3 separate regions of the Sus scrofa genome follow, and all the other regions are linked to region 2. The links are chromatin contacts, called in public Hi-C and HiChIP or PLAC-seq maps. All regions are on one chromosome and are shown on one strand. Each heading gives the region's core, a stretch centred on a gene start, on an enhancer-like site or on the middle of the called end of the contact. The rest is flanking DNA. Distances are from core to core; before and after follow the strand shown.

Region 1 (2,930 bases), core at 96-2,595, 300 kb after region 2:
ACCATGTGTCATATCTGCCTGCAGATCACTATTTAGGCTGAATAAAATCATAGGTGCATTCTATGTCTAATCAGAATCAATAAATAATAAGACATTGTGCATTATTTGGGGCCTTCAAAAAAACCCTAACCGATTTAAATCTATGTGTAAACAAAACTAGTAAGGTTCAGGCAAAAAGTGATAAAATTCAATTTTTCACAGTGACTGTTTTTTGACAAGATCTGGCTGCTTAACCTAAGAGATTTAAAGGAGGACAACAATAAGAAACCTAGATGATTCTCTGAAATACAATACTACACTGCCTGGGTTGAAGTGGTCAAAACCTCAAAGTGTCACAGGAAAATAGCACATGACAATCTTCGAGTCCTGTGTAATATTACTTTGTTCCCAAGACTCAAATTTCCAAGAATGCTTTGTTTCGGCTTTAAAATTTAAAATATCCTGTACCTCAAGGTCTAGATTTCTCTTTGCATGTCAATGGTAACCATACTATTAACAGCTATTTCAAAAGTACTCTAAATAGGTCACCATGCAAGTGCACCACCGCGGCGAACCAAATGGATATAAGGAGAAATCCAAATTTATCACCCACTCACGTTTTCTTTTTAACTCAAATGTGCTACTCACAATAGTGTTTGTTTACTTTGGCACGCCATTAAAATTCTCTTTGTATTAGTTCTCTTTACACCCGTTTCTTCCAAAAACACACGTCATTATACAAACTGAGTCCATCTGAAATTAAAATTAGCTCCTCTGCCTGGCATTTCAGTTTACAAAAGACAGAAATTAAACCCTGTCGACCGATCACCTAGATGAGGACGTGAACCTGATTCCTAATTAGGTTTTTCCTCGCGTCTTCACCACCCCTTGTCCTCGGGCCCCCCAGTGTTTTTCTGTCTTAGAGGAGAAAGATGTTAAGGTGGTGGTGAACCTCAAGCCGCCAGGAAGCCCTAGCCGACGTTTAATGCTTAAACGTTCTGATCCCCCGGGGGGAAACTTTTTTCTTTTTCTTTTTTTAAGGTTACCCGTTGGACAGTTTTCAGGGCAGTCAGCCCACACTAAACTCGATCTCCCAAGAGCGGGAGGGTGGACAAAACCTGCACGGTCGTGGGACGGCGCGGGGGGGCCCCGCGTCTGAGGAAGGGTGGGACCTCGTTGAAGCCAGGAGATTCAAAACACGGATCGACTAAGGGAGAAAGAAACCTCAGGGGGCTGTGGGGGCACCGCCTACCTCCGCGATCAGCCCCGGATGCTCCGGGAGCCTACAGGCCGCGGCGGGAGGAGGACCGAGCCCGAGGGCGGTGCCGAGCGGGCGGGCACACAGCCGCCGCGCATGCTCGGAGCCGCGCCCGCTGCAAGCCGCCGCGTCGACCCGCAAGGCCTCCCTCCAGGGTCGCGGCGGAGAGCCACCGCCCGCTGCTCCTTTTAAGGCTTGCGAGGGGCCGCGCTTGATCCACCTGATGGGGGAAAAGTCGGTAACACCGGGCTGGGGGAGCTGGTCCAAGCTTCCCCCTCCCTGTGGGAAGGACGAAAGGGAGGACTCAGCCGTCAGCCCCCGCAAGTCCCATTCAGACCTTGAGCAAAGAGGTGGACTTGACAGTGCTTCCCCTTTAAGAGGGGGCGGTGCGCAGCCTGCCGTTTGGCTGCCCTTCGCACCCTCCCCCCGCCCCGGGCCGAGAGTTTACAGACCAATCACCCGGGTGGCGGAGGGAAGGCGGGAGAATGCGAACCTTTCGGTAGGGCGGTAGGGGCGGGCCCCCGGCCTTATTAGGAGGGAGGCCTGCGCAGGCGCAGACGCGTCCGCAGCCGGAGGGGCGGGGGCAATCCAGTGAGAGACTCTCCGACAGGCACCGAGGGTGATTGGGAGGAAAGGGGCAGCGAAAGGCTTGTCATGGGGTTCCGAGCTGCGAAGCGGCATCGGTAGCATCTGGGGATTTTGAGGGGGACAGGAAGTGTCAACGCCCGGGACCCCGGCGCCAGCTCCGCTGGGGGGATCCCCGCTGCTCTAGTCCTGGGGAGGGAGGGGAAAAAGGAGGGAGCCCAGATCTCGCCCCGCCCCTGGGCTTGTTACCGCGGGGGCGGGGAGTGAGGGCTTCTTTTTGGGGGGAGTGGAGATCGGGGGACTCGGCTGTGCCCTCCTGAGCGGCTGCGGGTGTCCCCGCGGCGCCGGGCTGCGGAGCAGAGGAGCCGCGGCGGCCGTGGCTGTTGCATGAGTGGCTGCTGGATGCGGAGGCGGCGGCGGCGGCGGCGGCGAGGAGCAGCAGCGGCGGCAGGATGTTAGGGCAGCAGCAGCAGCAACTCTACTCGTCGGCCGCACTCCTGACCGGGGAGCGGAGCCGGCTTCTCACCTGCTACGTGCAGGACTACCTCGAGTGTGTGGAGTCGCTGCCCCACGACATGCAGAGGAACGTGTCCGTGCTGCGAGAGTTGGACAACAAATATCAAGGTAGGGGCCGCGGGACTGCCTGTGCGGGTCCTCCCCCAACTCATCCGCTGGCCGCCGGGCACGGTCCCTCGGAGCCTGCCTGGGGAAGTGCCGCTTTCCATTTCTCCTGTGACAGTCTCCCCGAGTGTACAGAGGGGTCTGGTGTGTGGGACGGGAGAACGGGACTGGAGACGGGGTTCGCGGCCCTCCCTTCCCCCTGCGGTCGGCGAGGACTTCTCTTGGAGTCTCAAGGGTGGAGGTGGGGGCGGCTCGACAGCCCCCGCTGCAGACCCGGAGGCTGCAGCTGGTGTGGAGGGGAATCAGCCATTTTAAGCAGCAAGCATTTGTTCCGGCGCTCCCCTGCCCGGTGCCGCAGACCCTCCTGCCCCGGCCGGGGAGTGTACGGCCAGGCGGGGCTGTGGGGAGTGAGCGGCCGGCCGCGGCCGGACTCCCGCTGGTCTCCTGGGCCTGGCTTTCCCCACCCCCCAGGTGGGCCCCCACTCCT
Region 2 (2,868 bases), core at 21-2,520:
TTAAGTCTAAAAGAAGCTGGTTAGTAATCTGGAAGGGTAAGAATGGAGGACGCTGGTATAGACCTGGCTGGAGCTGTCATTGTGGACTGGGAAGCTTCCTCCAGATCCAGGGGCTGGGGGCGAAAAACACTCTGTTGTCTGGGCCCTGCCAGACCTGCTGCTCCTCGCACCGTCGCCCGACGTCCGGCCCCTCCTCAGGGCCGACCGGGACATAGTAGCTGCTGAATAAATAAAAGCTTGTGGAATGAGGGAAAGTCCACGTTCCTTCCCGGTCACATCCAGAGGCCCGGAAAGCCTGGCCGCCGGGCTGCCAGGAGTCCCCTCCAGCAGGGTGGCCCACGCCTTCTAGACCAGAGCAGGGCTCGGAGTGAGGGTCTTCCCGGGGCAGGAGCGAACCGAAGGGGCTGGTTATGGGGTGCGTCCACGTCCAGCTAAGCTCTGCGGCGGAGGCCAGCGGCAGAGGGGCCCCGCGGGTGAAGCGCCCCAGGCCCGAGGGCGGCGACATCCGCGGAGAAAAGCGGGGTGGGGGGGTAGTGCGGGAAGGTTTGGAGGAGCAGCGGCTGCTCGGACTCAGGTTTGAGTCCCCTCCGCGGGCCACTGGGGCAGGCGTGTCGCGGCGCCCAGAGAGCGGGACCCGCCTTCGCTTTCCTCCACCAGGCCCGCGGCCTGTCGGCTGAGGTCACCGAGGGCCGGGAGCTCTGCAGAGGCCCCGGGGGCGAGGCCGCCCGGGACACGCCACCAACGCGCTTCAAGGGCTTGCGGGGCTTTTCACACTTTTCCCACCGGCCGGGACCGCCCTGGGGGTCCGCGGGGCGCAGCATGGGGGAGCCTCTGTGCCCTCGCTGTTTGTTGGGACTTTTTCTTCCGAAGAGAGCGTCCCCACCCCTTTCCTCTCGCAAGTCGTGTGGTTTCCCTAGAAGTCGGAAAGAGGTTGAGAGCGCTACGGAGACTTCTCTCTAGCTGTCTTTCCAGTCCGGAAACTCTAAAAACCCGAAGTGCTTGGCCGTAGGGAGATACTGGGGGTCACGGGGAAGGGGCGAGCAGCGCATTCCTTCGCCCACTTCCCTCCCACCTGGCCTTCGGCTCCCCTCCCCCGCCCCTGGCTCAGGCCGGCGCCCCGGCAGGCGCAGCGAGCCGCGGGAGCTGCAGGGTTAAGCCCTGGAATGTGGCGGCGAGGAATGTGCATGCAGATGAGGAGCGAGGGGAGGGGCGGGCGGGGCGGTCCGTGGGCGGGGCGCATGCTAATAACATGCAAATGAGGAGGCCCGTAGCCGCCACGGCCGCGGCTCAGCCGAGCTTCCCGGATCTGAGCCCAGACGGCGGCGGCTGGGGCAGCCTGGGCGCCGCGACCCTCTGCGGCCACAGGGGGACGGGGAGGAGGAGGAAGAGGCGGAGGCAGCGGCGGCAGCCGCGAGGAGGAGGAGGAGGGTTCGATCGTCTGTTCCGACGCAGACATGGTGGACTGATCCCCGGCGGGGCCGAGAACAAGGTTTCCTGAGGCGCCCCCCGCGCGTGGCCCCGCCGCGCCCTGCACCCCGCAGCCCCTCGCCGGCACACGGGTCCGGTGCGGCGGCCGGGCCGGGCAGTAGCCTTCCCGCCGCGTCCCGCGCCGGGTCCCTATGGAGGCGCCGCTCGCCGGCGAGGCCGCCGACCATGCCTAGGAGGGCCGGGAGCGGGCAGCTGCCGCTACCCCGGGGCTGGGAGGAGGCCAGGGACTACGACGGCAAGGTCTTCTACATCGACCACAACACCCGGAGGACCAGCTGGATCGACCCCCGGGACAGGTGGGCGGCCGGGCCGCGGGTGGGCGCAGGGACCCGCCTCGGAAGCGCGGCGGCTGCTGTTGTCCGGGAGACCCGGCCGAGCGGCGGCGCCCGCCGACTAGGGGGGCGTGGGGCGTGGGGCGTCGCCGGTCCCGGGGTGCCAGGAGGGGTCCCGGAAAGGAGGAGCGGGACCGTCTGACCGAGCCGGGGCTGCGTCAGCCGGCCAGCCGCCCAGGCAGGGGCTGGTTGGGGCCGCCCCTTCCAGGGCCCCCTTGCCCACCCACTTCCCGACGGCCCTGGGACCTTTAGACGCTCCGGGCGCAGAGGGAAGGGTGGAATTGACGCCTGGACAGGCACTCTGTGTCCCGCTAACAGACCCAGAGGGACCACCTGAGCCCTGCTCCGAGCTCGCCTCCGCCTAAAGTTGGCCAAATTGAGGCTGGAGGGTACATAGGGCCTGGGAGGCGGGGCCGGGCCCGGGGCCTCCCGGGAGGAGGCCTAAGTGCAAGGTGGGGCCGACTTGCCGTCCAGGCCACCTGTGGCATCTCTTTGGCTGTTCTTGGCTCCCCGCCTTGGCTGCACGTTCCTGATGGGGCATGCCACCGGTCAGGAGGCCCTGGGCATGGAGGGGTCCCAGGCACCCTTCCTCGCTGGGCCCTGGCGGTGAATGTCATTGACCTCGCCCCTCAGATTTTACAAACGTTTGTTTGGGGTTTTGCTGCCTAGTGTTAGTCTTCACCTGAAAACTTGAACTGACTTCCAGATCTTGAAAAGGCAGATTCTGTTTGGAAGTAAGAAGTAGTGAAATGAACAGTGGAGAGGAACCTTGGTTATCAAGGAACGTTGACTTACTTGAGCTTAGCATGATTTTTTTTCTAGTTTGCAACACACTTTTTATTCCCGCTCAGAAGTGAAGAGGAGGAACATTTCATCATCTTAGAAGTTCAGGAGCCGAAGTTTTAGTTGAATGATCACAAATGTTTCTCTCTCCCATCTTTTTAATCTGAAAAGGAAAATTCTTATATTAAAATTATTATAAGAATAGTAGGAGAGGAGTTCCTAATTGTAAATTTGTTAACTGTCCATTAAGGAGGTATTCCTGTTT
Region 3 (3,065 bases), core at 449-2,948, 270 kb after region 2:
TTCTTTACCCATTCATGAACATTTAGTTTGCTTTCATGTCTTGGCTATTGTAAATACTGCTGCAATGAACATTGGGGTCAATGTACCTTTTCAAATTATGGTTTTCTCCTGATACATGCCCAGGAGTGGGATTGCAGGATCATATGGTAGCCCTAGTTGGTTTTTATGGGGGGCGGGGGGCATGCTCTCAGCATGCAGAAGTTCCTGGCCCAGGGTCTGAACCCACACCATAGCCTCAACCCAAGCCATAGCAGTGACAGCACCAAATCCTTAACCTGCTATGCCACAAGGGAACTACTTCATTTTTGTTTTTTAAGGAATCTCCATACTGTTATCCATAGTGACTGCACCAGCTTACATTCCCACCAACAGCGTGGCAGGGTTCCTTTTTCTCCATACCCTCGCCAGCATTACTATTTGTAGATTTTTGGATAATGGCCATTCTGACCAGTGTGAGCTGATACCTGATTGTAGTTTTGATTTGCACTTCTCTCATTTCTCCTCTAAAGGCAACCCAAGCTGGCTCAGGGCACTAATGGGCTGTCTACTTCTAATGGTCCAGAGAGAGTCAACACTTCCCTACTCCTAATCGAAGCCACACCGCCCCACATTGATTTTCGAAAGTTCCCTTCTTTTTCTCTGAATCCTTACTCCCTCCAGTTCATTAAGTCTTTGTATGGTGAGAGGGCTTAAAAAAATTTTTTAGTCCAATATATAGTACTCTTCTTAACTTTGTGGTCCATGGTCTATGCCTTGAATCTTCATGTGCAAATTCAAACTTTTAAGGAAAAACAAAAACAAACAAAAAAACCAAAACATGTATCTTTTTGTCAAGTACCTGGCTTTTGCAAACGAGAAATAACTCCAGCTTTCTGACCATATTGCTTTTATTATAACTTTAACAATGGATTTTGAAATCCAGGCTCTATTTGCTCTCCCTGCAAGGCAATGAAGCCCCTGGGTGGAAGGCTACAAGACGAAAAGAAAAAAGTGAGAAAATTCTTGGTTTAAAATGTGCAAATATCATCCAGGTATGTAAGCACAGATTCTTTTACTTGCTCTTTCCCCCATGCCAAAGAATACATGAAAGGAAAACACCATGAAATTTCTCTAGTCTTTTAAATTGCCAGATTCCCACATATTTTCACCCCTCTAAAGCTTTAGGGAAATAGGAAAGAAGAGCAAAACTAGAAGCAAAATCCCAAGCTTCAACAGTTCTCTGTGCCTATGCCTTTTATGTCATTTCATTTGGCATGGCAGGAAAAGTGGGCACTATTGATTTCATTTACTAGCTGAATTTTGCTTATTCCAGTATGCATATAAATTACATGGCTTTTTCTTTCTTTTTGCTTGTTTGATTATTGTTTTTTGTTTGTTTGGTTGGTTTTTGTTTTTGTCTTTTTAGGGCGGCACCCAGGGCATATGTAAATTCCCAAGCTAGAGGTCTAATCAGAGCTACGGCTGCCAGCCACAGCCACGCCAGATCTGAGCCGTGTCTGCGACCTACACCAGTTCATGACAACTCCGAAAACTTAACCCACTCAGGGAGACCAGGGAGGGAACCCGCAACCTCATGGTTCCCAGTCGGATTCGTTAACCACTGAGCCATGACGGTAACTCCTATTCTAATTATTTTAAATTCAAAATCAACAAATATTTAGTGAAAGCAAATTTTATTATTTCGTAATTTATCATTATGTTATCACTTATCTTTTTATTAAATTTTATTAACCATAAAATACCCAAATGCCTAATATTATTGGAAATAATATTGGAAACAACAGGCAAGCCGGCAGTAATGATTTAAGTGTGGACACTCAAATATTTAAAAAATGCAAAAAAAAAAAAAAAAGAAAAAAGAAAGCTTTAAGAGGGGAAGATTTGAGGCGAAGAGACAAACGCACTTTCCCAAGTCGCCTCCTGACCATCGACCAGCGGGGCTACTGTTTGTTAATCTAAGGAGACACGACAGAGACTGCAGGTCCTTGGCGCAGCGTTTAAGTTACTGACTAAAACCCACCAGAGGGGAAGACGTACTGCCCGTGCTGAACTGCGTAAACCAAACCCAAGTCTGTAGGGCCAGGACTAGTTTTCAAAGACTGGGCTCCACAAGGCAACCCCGAACAGGATTAAATATTACCTTATTACCTTTATTATTAGTACAATTTAAGTTAATATGCGCCCGCACATTCCTGAATGCCCCGCGACCCGGACTGCCTCGGAAGGCCTCGCTTGTCTACACTTGTCTACAGAGCTGGAAGCCGTTTTCTGCATAATGGAAATTTGGAGCGAGTTTTGTTTACTCTGGCCCGCTCAAAATCGGCGTCTTACTGCCGAGACGCCCAGACCTCGCGTCCGGGCGGCGGCTAAAGTCCGGGAGGACGCGCCCCGCACGCGATAACTCGGCCCTCCCGGCGCGGGAGGGAGGCGGCCAGAGGGCGCGGCGTCACAAAGCCGACCGGAAACGAGGAGTCTTGGAGTCCAGACCGAGGGGGTCCCGGGCGACTCCACTGGCCGCGCGCCCTAGCGGGGCGGGAGGCGCACGCCCACCTCCCCTCGCCCCGCCTCCACTCCCCTCCCCTCCCCTGCGGCCGGGGCTGCAGCGCCGCGGCTGCTCGCGCGCCGCAAAGCGTCCTGGGAGAGCCGGATCACGCCGGAAGGACGCTTGGGCGCTCGGCGGCGGCGAGGTTATAAAAGGGAAGGAGCCGGCGGCGGGCGGAAGTGGGCGGTTCAGCTGCTCTCGGCTCTGTTGTTTGGTGTTTGGGCCTTCCGAGGGGCGTTCTCTGGATAGCCGCCGGTGCAGGCCTCAGTGACAGGGCCGCTCGCCCGCGCTCCCCGCCACCTTCTCGGTGCAGCATCCGCTCCTGGCCTCCGCGACCCTCAGGCCCAACATGGCGCAGGAGGTGTCGGAGTACCTGAGCCAGAACCCGCGGGTAGCCGCCTGGGTGGAGGCGCTGCGTTGCGACGGCGAGACCGACAAACACTGGCGCCACCGCCGGGAGTTCCTGCTCCGCAACGCCGGGGACCTGGCCCCCGCCGGCGGCGCTGCCTCCGCTCGTCCGGAG

The links. A called contact is a pair of places that touch in the nucleus more often than the background predicts. HiChIP or PLAC-seq counts read pairs in DNA pulled down with a chosen protein or histone mark.
Region 1: a contact with region 2 is called in a Hi-C map of liver, with 4 times the contacts expected there. The contact joins the promoter of ING2 here to the promoter of WWC2 in region 2. A contact is called at or near these places in 3 of 47 Hi-C or Micro-C datasets (heart right ventricle, liver and skeletal muscle).
Region 3: an H3K27ac HiChIP or PLAC-seq map of alveolar macrophages shows a contact between it and region 2. The contact joins the promoter of CDKN2AIP here to the promoter of WWC2 in region 2. A contact is called at or near these places in 1 of 5 promoter capture datasets (liver), 1 of 47 Hi-C or Micro-C datasets (liver) and 1 of 2 datasets of contacts at active chromatin or transcription factors (alveolar macrophages).

Annotation. Positions count from the first base shown.
Region 1 is chr15:44,916,250-44,919,179 of Sscrofa11.1, forward strand. ING2 (inhibitor of growth protein 2) reads left to right here and starts at 1,346. Exons shown (of 2, transcript XM_003133342.5): 1 at 1,346-2,446. The coding sequence starts at 2,275. It overlaps LOC100621235 (a long non-coding RNA gene), which reads right to left and starts at 1,317. Exons shown (of 5, transcript XR_001301384.2): 1 at 1,232-1,317.
Region 2 is chr15:44,614,461-44,617,328 of Sscrofa11.1, forward strand. WWC2 (protein WWC2) reads left to right here and starts at 1,271. Exons shown (of 25, transcript XM_003359464.5): 1 at 1,271-1,784. The coding sequence starts at 1,654.
Region 3 is chr15:44,883,905-44,886,969 of Sscrofa11.1, forward strand. It overlaps CDKN2AIP (CDKN2A-interacting protein), which reads left to right and starts at 1,699. Exons shown (of 3, transcript XM_021074832.1): 1 at 1,699-3,065. The coding sequence starts at 2,892.